3 separate regions of the Zea mays genome follow, and all the other regions are linked to region 3. The links are chromatin contacts, called in public Hi-C maps. All regions are on one chromosome and are shown on one strand. The core of a region is the stretch at or near the end of the contact, and the rest is flanking DNA. Distances in the headings are between cores, read along the strand shown.

Region 1 (3,861 bases), core at 619-3,118, 250 kb before region 3:
CGCTGGTTTTGGCGTGGACGGGCGGGCCATGCTGCGGTTGGCGCAGGCGGTGAGTCACGCACAACAAGGCAGCGGGTGATTCGACACATGTTGGGTCTGCGCGTCCACGGACCACGCCTTCTCTTTTTCTTTTTTTTTTCCACAGCCAGCCCCATGGCCGGCCCCATGACGTCTCTCGCCGCCATGATTGGGTGAGGTGGGGACTGCCGGTGACTCAGCGATGAGTAGTGAGTGCGACGTAAACAAAAGATAAAAGGAGAACCAAGGGTGTTCTGACGTGTGTGCATTGATTTCGGACATTTTTTTGGATCTTTTGTTTCACTAGCTTCACACTGACTCCGGATATAAAAAACTTAATACTGCTACTTTAGTAGTAATTGTATGTATCTATAGCTGTGGTTACGCGACTGGAACACTTGCGCAGCTAGTTGTTTTGTCGACACCTCAGCTCGACGAAGCCGCTGCGCCTGCGCTGCACAGTCATGTCAGACTATTGGTCGCTCAGAATTCCGTTTACTCGCAGGTTTCGGACGGATCCAAGACGTAACTTGTCAGTCAGTCTGTGCCTTGGGGCCGACGGCCGGACGGGGTTCGGACTTCGATCGGAAAAAGAACTGATGAATCTGAGGTGATTATGGTTCACCCCGGGTGCCATTTCCCATGACTGGAGATTCGATTCCAGAAATCTGAGGTGAATTCAAGACTTTTATTAGTGGTAAAACTTTGAGAATCTGCTATAATTAATTATCTCCACCGTCTGCTAGCTAGACAGATGTACACTTTTTGTTTAATCAGTCTCGAGATCAAACGGCCCGGCCGCAGATTTTGTGGCGCGGTCTTCGTCTGAACGCTCAAAGGAGACCCGGCAGGCATATCGTTTGCCAAGCTTCATCTCATCGGTTGGTGCGGAAGAGATCAATCGAAACACGTGAAGGCACACAAAAAGCAGTCAGGAACAAGAACATGTCTGCGATCAAAATTTTAGGGCTAGCACATAACATATGCTGGAATGATTCGTACAGTTATTACAGGCCGATGGTGCTCCCGCACACACCCTCACGCCTCAAGCTCTAGCACACACAGCCCAGAAGATCCCGTCAGGGGAACACATAAACAAGGGGAGCAGAGCACGTATGGCGTCGGTTTAAGCTTCCAACCCGCAGATCAGGTTCGATCTGTCACCTTCTTCGGTCTTCAGATCCATCCACCTCCGCTTGCCTCTGTTCCGCGCACGAAACTCGTTGTGCGGCGCAGCGCCCCGCCCGGCCAGCCAGGAGCGGAGCGGAGCGCCGCCCCCCCAACGGGATCTCTTGCAGCTGTAACGCTGCTTCAACCAGCACGGCCTTCTTCTTCTCCTCCTCCTCCTCCTCCTTTCTCGGCGTCGCTGTGCTTGCTTTTACTACTGACTAGCTGGCCACGGACACGTCCGCCTTGGCGCCCACGGACGAGGCCCCTCTGCTCCGCTGCGACTGCGACTGCTGCTGCTTCCGCCGGCTGCTGGCCGCCTGCCTTGCGTACGCCGCGTCGTGGTGCATCTGCTCGTAGCGGCAGTCCTCGCTGCAGAACGGGGTGTCGCCCTTGTACATGAAGATGTCGCTGTTGCGGCTCAGCGGCTTGGCGCAGAGCGCGCAGGCGTCCAGCGCGTGCCGCCCGGGCTCGCCCAGCGGCTCCGCGTCGAAGAAGAAGGCGCAAGCCACGGACGTCGCCATGCCTCGTCTGCTGCTCTCTGGCTGGCTATATCTGTCTCTCCAGACCAAGCTTGCTGGCTGCGCTGCGCAGCTTTGCTAGATGCTTGCGCCGCTTTGGAGAGTGGGCAGGAGGGGGGGAAGAGAGTGAGTGCGTGCGAGTTTCTCTGCTCTGGTGAGCTTGGCTCGCAGCGAAGTAGACCGGGTGCGTATTTATCGTTGCGAGCTGAGGAACACGACAAGCGGGACTGACGTGGAGCTTACCGGAAAGCTGGGGCCATGGGTGATTCTCGAACCAGCTAGCGACGGGAGCAGAGATGGCAACACCTGCGACCCCATATCCGATGAATTTTACTCTATTATGGCTATTTTAGAGACTCCATTATTCCTTAGGATTCTCTTTTTCTAAAGAAAAATTATTACATTTTATCTTAAAAAAATAGAGATCACTCGAGAAAATAAAGTTTTTAAACTAGCTGTTATGATATGTATATAGACTAAATGTTCAAAAACCTTCACTCAATGGCTAAACGGCGTCCCGTCCTCACCCATGCCCATTAACCCTCACTCATACCCATTAACCCGTGGGTATAAAATACCTGCTATAAACATAGCCCAAAGCATGAACTTGACCTCCCGTCATTCATCTCTTTTGACTAATTAACAACATTTTGAATGATAATGTCATAGAAGGCAGCTGAAGGCTTAACAACTATTTAATGATCATGTTATGGAATATGTAATGTGTTACGTGGTATTATCTTAGTGCTGCTACTTTATCCAATTATCTATGATGCTCTTAAATAGATGATTGAATGATGCTAGAAATTCTGTAATAATATGTAGATGTATATACTTTACATTTGTATATTGTATATGTTTAATCTTTGTGGGTATGCTTGTGGCACAATGTCTAGTAATTTAAGCTTCCACTGCATTTAAACATAATTGGGACGATTCAGAAATTTAAAAGGTGTGGTACTATTGTCAGATTTGTTTTTGTGTGCATTAGTATTCAGGCACATAAGTTCCTCAGCTTGTCTGCTTGTAGTGCATAAGGTGAGGTGCATGTCAGCACATCAGTGACTAACTCAATTGTGTAAACTGCATGATTGGTTTGGGGTTCCAAGTTGCATGGGTTTTAGTTGGCGGCGGTAATGACTACAGATTGATATGCAATTTGTTCGGGTAAACAAATATATTCAAGTATTCAACTATGAGTTGTACCCCCCCACCCACCAAATTCTATAATGCGGTTTTTGTAATTTTGCTTTTCACGCTTGTTGTGATCCATTACGCTCATATACCATATGTTTGGTTACCTGCGTTAGATCAATTAGGCTCTTCACATGCATTGACCAGACCTCATCCTATGTTTGCTTGTCTGTATGGAACAAACAGGTTCCGGATGTGCTGGTGTAATCATAGCCAAATTATACATCTTTTCTTGCATCCACACAGACGTGATCCAAGCGCGTATCCGATTAGTCAGGCTACAGCTAGCCAGACGCTAGACGCTCGTACAACCAATCACATGGATAATGACAACATACATCATTTGCTTTCTCTTTTTCTGTAGGAAGTTTCAGGAATGGCCACTTCTCTGAAGGAGCCTCAACAGGCTGCTGCCTCACCAGCTTCCAGTGGCGAACCGTCTCCCTCTGGAAGAACGATGAAAGGCGACAAGAATGAAAAATCCTAGGCTTGATAAATCATTATGCAACTCAGGTCTTCTGCTGTTCCTTATGCGCTGAGAAGATTATACCAATTCAGGACTTCAGAGGACGAGGCACACTTGCATCGTAGGAATGTAAATATAATAGGAACACTGTTCATAGTTGTCCACTGTTCTGCTTTAGCTTCTTTTTTTCGTGGCGGCCCGCTTCATGTTTGAATCCATTTTTATCCAGGGGTAACGTAAATGCTGTTGTATTTTTGTTAGAACAAGGAAATGCTGTAAAAAGATGGTTGGTGAATATTGTGTTTTGAATAGCCATGTTTGCTTGAATTGTTTCAGTGGATTTGATTGGATCGGCTAGGACTAATTGTTATCTGCAACTAAAAATTAGATGGGGCTGTTTTGGATCTTGACATATTGTGTGGAATCAATTATGTTGACTACTAGTTGTTAACGCGTTTGTGTCTGGATGGGCCGCGGCCGCCGGTGGCCTCGTTG
Region 2 (4,232 bases), core at 525-3,024, 150 kb before region 3:
CATCTGAATTTGGGTGATAATTAGAAAGAAATTTTATATCCCTAAATTTAGGGTGTTACACACCTATGTTTGACTTGACCGATCTTCACCTTGAGTAGACCAACTTGCACTTGTCAATGTCTCAACCACACACGGTCGATCCTATGACATCTCTAGTCCGTCGACAAGAACTCGCTTGACCTTCACCTCCGACGTCGACTGCCACATCTGGTACACACCAAAAGCTAAGAGATATGTTGTACAACAGTACATGACGTTAAAGTTAGTCAACACTAAACCAAAGCTAATCAACTCCTCGACCATCACTCATCATACTCAAACACCGTTGGCATATATAACCACACGTTCGTAGTTTCATCATCTCTAAGATGTCGAACGTTTCATGAATCAGATTTAGACATCTGATGCGAGATAGAGCATGCCTAATGCGCATATATATGACTATATGTGCCTGATAAAGTAAGAGCTTCTACGTTCTAAAGTCCAAACCAAGAACACCCAAAAGACGCAACGGAAAATTGGGAATAAAGAATGCACGTTTGGAGAGGTATCAGATCAGAGCCAATGTGCAACAGACTTGCCTCGATAGAAATGGTGTCCGAATCAGAGCATTTTGTGTATTTCTGACTCTTTGACGTCAAGGTTTTGAGGCACAACAGACCGACAATGCATGTGTTAGCGGATCGCGGCGCGGTCTAGAACCGGAGGGCACAACGACCGGATGGGCAACCGCCCGGAAAGGGCTCGTTCAGGTTCTTACGGACGTGGTGTGGCAAGTGGCAGCCAAACGGACTTATGCAATTGCCATGTAAAGGCTGCAAAGGTCTGGCAAGCCAAAATTAGGTAAAAAAATACTATAGATTTGACAATCCAAACGTGAAAGATTAACGAGTTTTGGTAGCAAACCAAATAATAGCTAAAATCATGGCTTGATAAATCTTTGGTTTGCCATATTCCGGAAGCCAACCAACCAGGGCCCAATGTCGCACGCACGTTTCGGCCCGCTAGATGCTCGTGTTAGTAACTCAGGTTATGACCTAGCGGAAAGAGTTGAAGCCCAGTTTCCCGAGAAGTTGAAGTTCATCTAGCAAGTTGATTTGGGCCCTGCAGGTCGTGACGACATTGTTAGGTGTTTCAATTAGGTTTTATTTAGATACTATAGTATTCACCTTAATATATGTGGATTGAGTTGAATACTAGAGTACTCAAACAATAAGATTCACAATTCCGTCCAAAAAAACAACAATTTAGGTTCTTTGAGTGCTTTAGTTTTTCTAAATTTATTCTAGGATTAATGAGCCTATTTTTTAATGGTAGATGTCTAGATGACCTATTCTACTTTTCCTAAGATTTTCTCTGTATGAGTAACCTGTCAGAATTTAACTTGTGAGATCTTGCCGATATAAAAAAAAAACGCCAGTCATTTATGGTACGGGATTAATAGGTTCCAAGAACCAGCCACAATCCATTTATTAGTTTCATATAAATGTCATAAATTTTTACTAAAATTTTCTCTGTATAGTAACATGTCATAACTGAACTTGTGAGAAAAACGCCAGTTATTTATGGTACGGGATTAATAGGTTCCAAAAACCAGCCGTAACCTATTTATATTAGGGTACTTTAAGCTGGTGCCCTCAGTTTTGTTGGTGTCTTCGTTTTTAAACTTAGTTGTATTTTTTTTCTTAGTTCTGTCCTTCTAGTGTTATAGAGCATAAGGACAAAATTGAGCAAAAAATGACTAAGGATAAAAATGAGGATATCAGAAAGGGCAGCAGCTTAAAAAACCTTTTATATTAGTTCAAAAGGACACCAGTCTATAAAAAGTATACTCCAAGCACATTTGAATTTGGATTTGCATTGTCAGTCAGGCCAGTCAAGGGGACCATGAAGCTTCTGCAAGCTCTGTGCCCTCTCGTCATCCTCCTCGCCTGCTCCACGTCCAACGCTTCCGTCCTACAAGACGCGTGCAAGTCCTTCGCCGCTAAGATCCCGGACACCGGCTACGCCTACTGCATCAAGTTCTTCCAGGCCGACAGGGGAAGCGCCGGCGCGGACAAGCGTGGCCTCGCCGCCATCGCCGTGAGGATCATGGGGGCAGCCGCCAAGAGCACCGCCAGTCACATCGCCGCCCTGCGGGCCTCCGAGAAGGACAAGGAGCGGCTGGCGTGCCTCAGCGATTGCTCCGAGGTGTACGCGCAGGCCGTGGACCAGACCGGCGTGGCGGCGAAGGGCATCGCCTCGGGCACGCCCCGGGGCCGCGCGGACGCGGTGATGGCGCTCAGCACGGTGGAGGATGCCCCCGGCACCTGTGAGCAGGGGTTCCAGGACCTGGGCGTGCGTTCGCCGCTGGCCTCGGAGGACGCCGGGTTCCGGAAGGATGCGTCCATCGCGCTGTCTGTAACGGCCGCGTTGTAAGCAAAGGTGTATAATCCTTTTCGATATAGGTTAAAAATGAATACCCTCGGCGGTTTTATGAGCTTTTGCAAGCTTCGTTGAACTGTTGTGAATTGTGATGATCTCGGGCTTATTAAGAAAAAACTGCTACGTATCAAACCAGTACATCATTTTTAAATTCACTACACTTACCATTTTGCACTGAGCTAAGAAGGCCTCATTTGGAAACTGCAATCTACATACCAACTTGCATTGGCAAGCAGCCAAGCACCGTTGTTGTGTCATGCTCATGCCCAAGCAGGCGCTGGGAACGGAAACAAGCGTGAAAATCCAAATACCTCAAGGCGCGTGAGTAATTGGCAGAAAGGCGAAGTGGACCGAAGCTGATGGCCCAACGGCCCAGGAACGACAAGCCCATGGTAGAGAATGAGAGAGAGGCGCTGCGACGCCCTGGAAACCGGCTTGTAACATAAACTTGATTTTCCTTCTCACGGATTCTGACGTGGGGGATGACAACGGATACCTAAAACCCACGTCCCAATAGATAAAAACTTTATTGGAGCATGGATATAACGATTTTTGGCAATCATGGATACTTTTTGAGTAATTTGTTATCAATGGCGGATCTAGAGGGGGGCTGGGTGGGCTCCAGCCCCGCTTGCGCCGACAACTTACAAGTAGGAGGGAGTAAGGGAGAGGACGAAAGAAGAGGAGAAAGAGAGAGGAAGGGAGAAAGAAGGGAGAAGAAGTAATAAGAAGGTGAAGAGAAAAAGAAGAAGAATATGATAAAAAAAGATAGTTAGCTTCTAGCCCTCTTTTATCATAGATCCTAGATCCACCACTGTTTGTTATACCTAGTGGATATAGTGGGCGTGGTTATATTCTCTCTTGCCCTATACCCACTATCCGATGGAGAACCCCTAAGCTATGACATATGAGTTTTGATTACTAGAGGTGTTTCATATGAAATAAAATTCTAAAACCTAATCCTAATTTCCCATGGTCCTAGTATCCCCCTCATCTAGACCACACCTGGCTAATTCGATGAATTTGTCATGCCGGACATAAAGATAATATACTATTTTAGTGTCATTTAATATTGATGAGGTATGGAGCTCCAATATTTTATATTTGATACTTACTTTTTGTGATTCAAAAGAGCATTTCTATTGGAATGATGGTGGACATGAATACTCGGTGGTTACCCGCTACCCGTGGTGGGTATGGGTATAGAGTAATTTTGTATCCATAATAGGTAGTGTGTATGGGTATGAGATATTTTTTCTCTAGTGGGTATGAGTATGGTTTTGTATGCTCACTGGGTATCTTATCCACTTCCATCCCTACTGTGGTACCAAATTCATGTGAACTCTCTCCCCAGATATTGGTAAACTACCACAAATCCACTTCTTATCTATCTAGATCAAAACAATTTGGTAGTAAGAGCACTCGTTATTTTTTTCTTTCTCCGATCGAGTTCGCCTCGCACCACAAAAAAGCCCACCAAGCTTGAGGCACAAATGGCGGGAACGCGGAGGCCACCTTGAAGCAGTTCCAGGGCATCGTGCTTCTCCATCAGTAGTTACTGGACAAGGTCTCCAGCCTGGAAAGCCACAAGACCACGAGTCCACGACATATAATCATTGGGTATTGTGTGTTGGGTTAATCTTATATTTAGCTAGTGTCGGCGTTCCGAGACCGGGGGGTCCCTGAGCCGACGAGTGAATGTCGCCGCGTGCCCCAGCCCAGATGGGTCGAGCGCGAGGGCGAGCGCGAAGGGGGGAGAGCGAGGCGGCCGGAGACCAGCGTGAGAGAGGTGGGAATCCCGCGGACTT
Region 3 (3,993 bases), core at 1,464-3,963:
GACATAATTACATTTTTTTAAAAAAACATCAATATAAACAAGGCATCATCACATCACTCTTCCGCTAAGCAAACACGGTGGCACTACAGAGATAGGCTGAGCTGCATAGTGTATACTTACACATTACATTGTCTTGCTGCAGTATGCTCATATCTGTGTTTTCCTGCAGCAATATGATACTATGGCTCACAAGTAGACGACTGATGTTCTGAACAATCTTTAGGCGTCTCTATTTTCAGGAATGAAACACCATCTGAAATTTAACAGATAAGTACACTGTTACTTGCTCATACTGCAGAATTGAAACAAAACCTCCTGACTCTACAGCTACACATAAGTACAGAATTGAAACAAAACCTCCTGACTACATCAAAAGGTGCAAAACCCACCCAGATGCTCAGCGCAACAGTGGATAATCTACAATTGAAAACTCATACTCAACGTCCATTTCGGCAACCGAAATTGCCACCGGCCTATTGATGTAAAAGATGACCAGGACACCATATGTGAGGGGGGAAAAACAGTCTCAACTGAGCAGGTTAAGTAGATCACCAAGAAAAGTGAACGAAACATGCTCAACTGAAATCTAACACCTCACGATCACAGTTGTCTATTTTCATACCGATCAAAATCCAAACACCTGACGTCTGATGACTGCTTTCTCTCTCTTTTTTTCGGTCAAGATCTGACGTTTTCAGATCATGCAGCAATTAAGGAGTTCTGCAGAGAGGCGAGAGCTTACTCAAGAAAAATGGAGAAACATATCTTGGCCTTGTATTTGCAGTAGTGGTGACAGTGCTCTGGCCGGAGCCCGAGCTCCTCCGCGATGTCGGCGATAGGGAGTGGCTCGACGGGATGTAGATGTCCGCCGGCACCAGCGATGCCACATCCGGCCGGATCGTCTGGCTTGGCATCTCAAGCAGCAGCGGCGGCGAGGCGACGGCGCTGAATTTCACGACGACGGTTTGGGCACCGTCGATCGCGGTGAATTTGGCGCGCAAAGAAAGCCCGCTCACGCGCAAACCAGAGTACGCGCGCGATCCGAAGCCGTACAACGCTCGTCGACTCCACCTCGGACCACAAGCCCTTGCCGCCGGTGGGACTGGATAAAGACGGGCATTGTTGCTACTTGATCGGAGAATCTCAGAACGCAACAAGAATTCGAGCACGAAAACACTGGGTACGGGGAGCTTCTTCCTTTCTACAGCGTTGCAACATGTTCCGCTGACAAACGGCACCGTTAGAAATGTCGGCGCCCACGTGTCAGTGGAACAGTTTGCGAGGCCTAAATGCTTTTTCCCATAGCTTTCATGTCAAGGTAAAATGAAAAGGGAGAGAAAGAAAAGAAGGATAAAACCCCCGAAATGTAATGGTCGTGTAAGATTTTGGGGGTGAAAATGGACTGAACAAGTGGGAGAACGGTGAGAGAGAAGTTTATGTTTACAGGGGTCAGTCACAGTGACAGGGAGACGATGAATTCACCGGAAGCGGCCACCATCGGCGAGCTTCCAGGAGCGGCAATGGTGGAGCGAGGCGCTGGACGTGAGCGGGTGGAGTGGCGACGGGCGGAGATCGCCGGAGACGATCGCGTCCGGCGGGTGGCCGCCACGGAGGTGCCTCGCCATGCTGGGCCGCACGAGCGGGCTGATGCACATCGAGAACCCCGAGACACCGGCCCCGGGCGCTCCCAGTCCCGAGCGGCGGCGGCACGGGGTTTTCCGCATCGGCGACGGCGAAGGCAGCCACAGCGACTCCGCTGGGGAAGTGCACTCCTCGCCGTCTCCGTCGGTGTACCTCACAGGCGAGAGCCCCCGGCCGCTGATCCCGCGGCACGAGCGCCGCGGCGGGGATGGCGGCGGCAAACCGGCCTCTCTGTCCTTCCTCCCACTACGGCGGGAGCGCGGCACGATCCCCGCGAGCCACCACGAGGACCTGTACTTCGCCCCCTCCTTGTCGCGGCGTTTGTCGTCCTCCGACCTCTGGCCGAAGAGCGCGGCGAGCACGGAGAACCTGCCGCGCCGCCTCCGGAACCCGATGTCTCCGTCCTCGAACCCGGCTCCTGATCCGGCGCCGTACGCGGGGCCGACCTGCGGCGTCCGGAAGAAGAGCAGGCTGCCCGGTGGGCGCCCCCGCGGCGCCGACGCGTCGGACTTGCGGCGGCACACGTACGGCGACACCGACCTCGGGAACACCGGCTCGGGCTCCTGCTCCTCCGGCGGGGGCGGGGGCGGGGGCAGCGAGGACGCCGCGTTCTGCGCGGCGGCGAGCGCGAGCAGGCGGTCGCGGAGGCACGGCGCGCAGACGCCGACGCCGCCCTCGTACGGGTGCCTGGCGCACCTCATCGTCGATCTCCCCTTGCCGCTGCCGTGACCATTAAACGAGCTCTGTCCCTTTTCGTTACTCGAGGCTGTCTGGTGTCTGCGTAGTCAGCTCCTCCTCCAGTGGTGGAAGGGTAGGGTAGGAGTATCTTCTCTGCGACCGGCTCTCTCTCCTCTGTGCACTGCAGCGCGATTGGAAATTTCGATTCCTCGCTCGAGGACGGTGTTTAAAATATGGCTGGATCACGTGAGAAGGCGTGCGTGCGTGCGTGCAAGAAAGGAAGAGATGGTTTGCGGTAAACGAGCTGGTTTCGTTTCAGTAACCGTGCTCAGACCCCGCATGCAAACCAGTACGGGCAGCAGCACTAGGTTTTCGTGTCCCGATGGCGGCAGCGCGTGCACGCGTGCTCCGCCCGCGTGGGATGGATGCGCTGCACTGCACGCTTGGCTAATGCAAGTCCGGATCTATCCGTATGCTAAGCACCCTGTAAATCCATGTATGCTTATTGCTTAGTACTCCCTCCGGTTTCCTATTAGTTGTCGTTTTGGATAAGGTTCGAGTCAAACTTATAAATTTTTTACTACAAATAACTATTTTGTTATTTAGTTTTGGAACCTAATATTTATATGCGCCAATTTATCATAAAAAGTACTTTTATAAAAGTATAAATGTATTAAGAGTTCATTTGTATTTTAACAAAAAATATTGGTCAAAGTTATATTTTGGAGACCGTGTCGTTGTCCTAAACAACAACTAATAGGAAACCGGAGGGAGTACTACTGATCCATGTACTGTACGCAGTGGCTCGTACAGCGTGCAACCTGTGCATCCAACGGGAGCTGTGCACGGCGCGTCGGCGCCGTATCCTGTACGGCTGACCAGGCCACGGGCGAGCTTAGCAGTACCACTGCACTGCACTCCGTGAGTCCGTGTCGTCCGTGACGCCCAAAGCGACGGGCCAGGCGAAGCGATCGTCTCCAGCGTTCTCGAGCTCTCGCCGGCCGTCGACGAGCCAGCTCGCGGGCGGGAGAACTCGACGACCACGACGCAGGTCCACTTCCGAGCCGAACCTTCCTGCACCTGCACCTGCAATTGACCCGGCGAAAACGAAGCGTGATCGACGCTGCGCCGGGCAGCTTTCTCGTGCCCTCGGGTTACAGAATGCAGAATAATCCTTATCTGCCGCATTCCCGGCAGCAGCAGCGCCACACAAACACGGTGTGACGGGCCCGCTCGGTCACACACTCGACACAGCACGGGCCATCGAAAGCTTCCCACTACTAGCCGGAGTTTCTTCTCCGACGGAGTCAGCACTCAGCAATCACGTACATCTCACCTGGTTTCTTCCCACCAACACTACCGGAATCAGCTTCTTTGCCGTGTGTTCTAAACACACGGCAAAGGCTATTTTACACTCGGCAAAGCCTTTGCCGAGTGTAACACTCGGCAAAGAACGCTCGGCGAACTGTACATCGGCAACAGCTTCTTTGCCGAGTACTTTTTGTCGGGCACTCGGCAAAGACTTTGCCGAGTGCCATTTGGCACTCGGCAAAGAAAAGTCACCGTCACGGCGCCAAGTGACGGTGACGGATCCTTTACCGAGTGCCAACGGCGACACTCGGCAAAGACTGGTCTAGTGGACCCCACAGCCAGTCTCTGTGCCGAGAGCCCTAG

Evidence for each region. A called contact is a pair of places that touch in the nucleus more often than the background predicts.
Region 1: a Hi-C map of endosperm shows a contact between it and region 3, with 5 times the contacts expected there. The contact joins the promoter of LOC100274866 here to the promoter of LOC109943965 in region 3. A contact is called at or near these places in 4 of 25 Hi-C or Micro-C datasets (bundle sheath, endosperm, leaf and 1 more).
Region 2: a Hi-C map of ear shows a contact between it and region 3, with 2.9 times the contacts expected there. The contact joins the promoter of LOC103646016 here to the promoter of LOC109943965 in region 3. A contact is called at or near these places in 3 of 25 Hi-C or Micro-C datasets (ear, leaf and tassel).

What each region holds. Positions count from the first base shown.
Region 1 is chr2:14,923,299-14,927,159 of Zm-B73-REFERENCE-NAM-5.0, reverse strand. LOC100274866 reads right to left here and starts at 1,868. Exons shown (of 1, transcript NM_001149127.1): 1 at 969-1,868. The coding sequence starts at 1,709. The coding sequence ends at 1,407.
Region 2 is chr2:14,819,898-14,824,129 of Zm-B73-REFERENCE-NAM-5.0, reverse strand. LOC103646016 (cell wall / vacuolar inhibitor of fructosidase 2) reads left to right here and starts at 1,774. Exons shown (of 1, transcript XM_008670754.4): 1 at 1,774-2,607. The coding sequence starts at 1,888. The coding sequence ends at 2,418.
Region 3 is chr2:14,675,323-14,679,315 of Zm-B73-REFERENCE-NAM-5.0, reverse strand. LOC109943965 reads right to left here and starts at 2,713. Exons shown (of 2, transcript XM_020548170.3): 1 at 743-2,713; 2 at 1-253. The coding sequence starts at 2,342. The coding sequence ends at 1,479.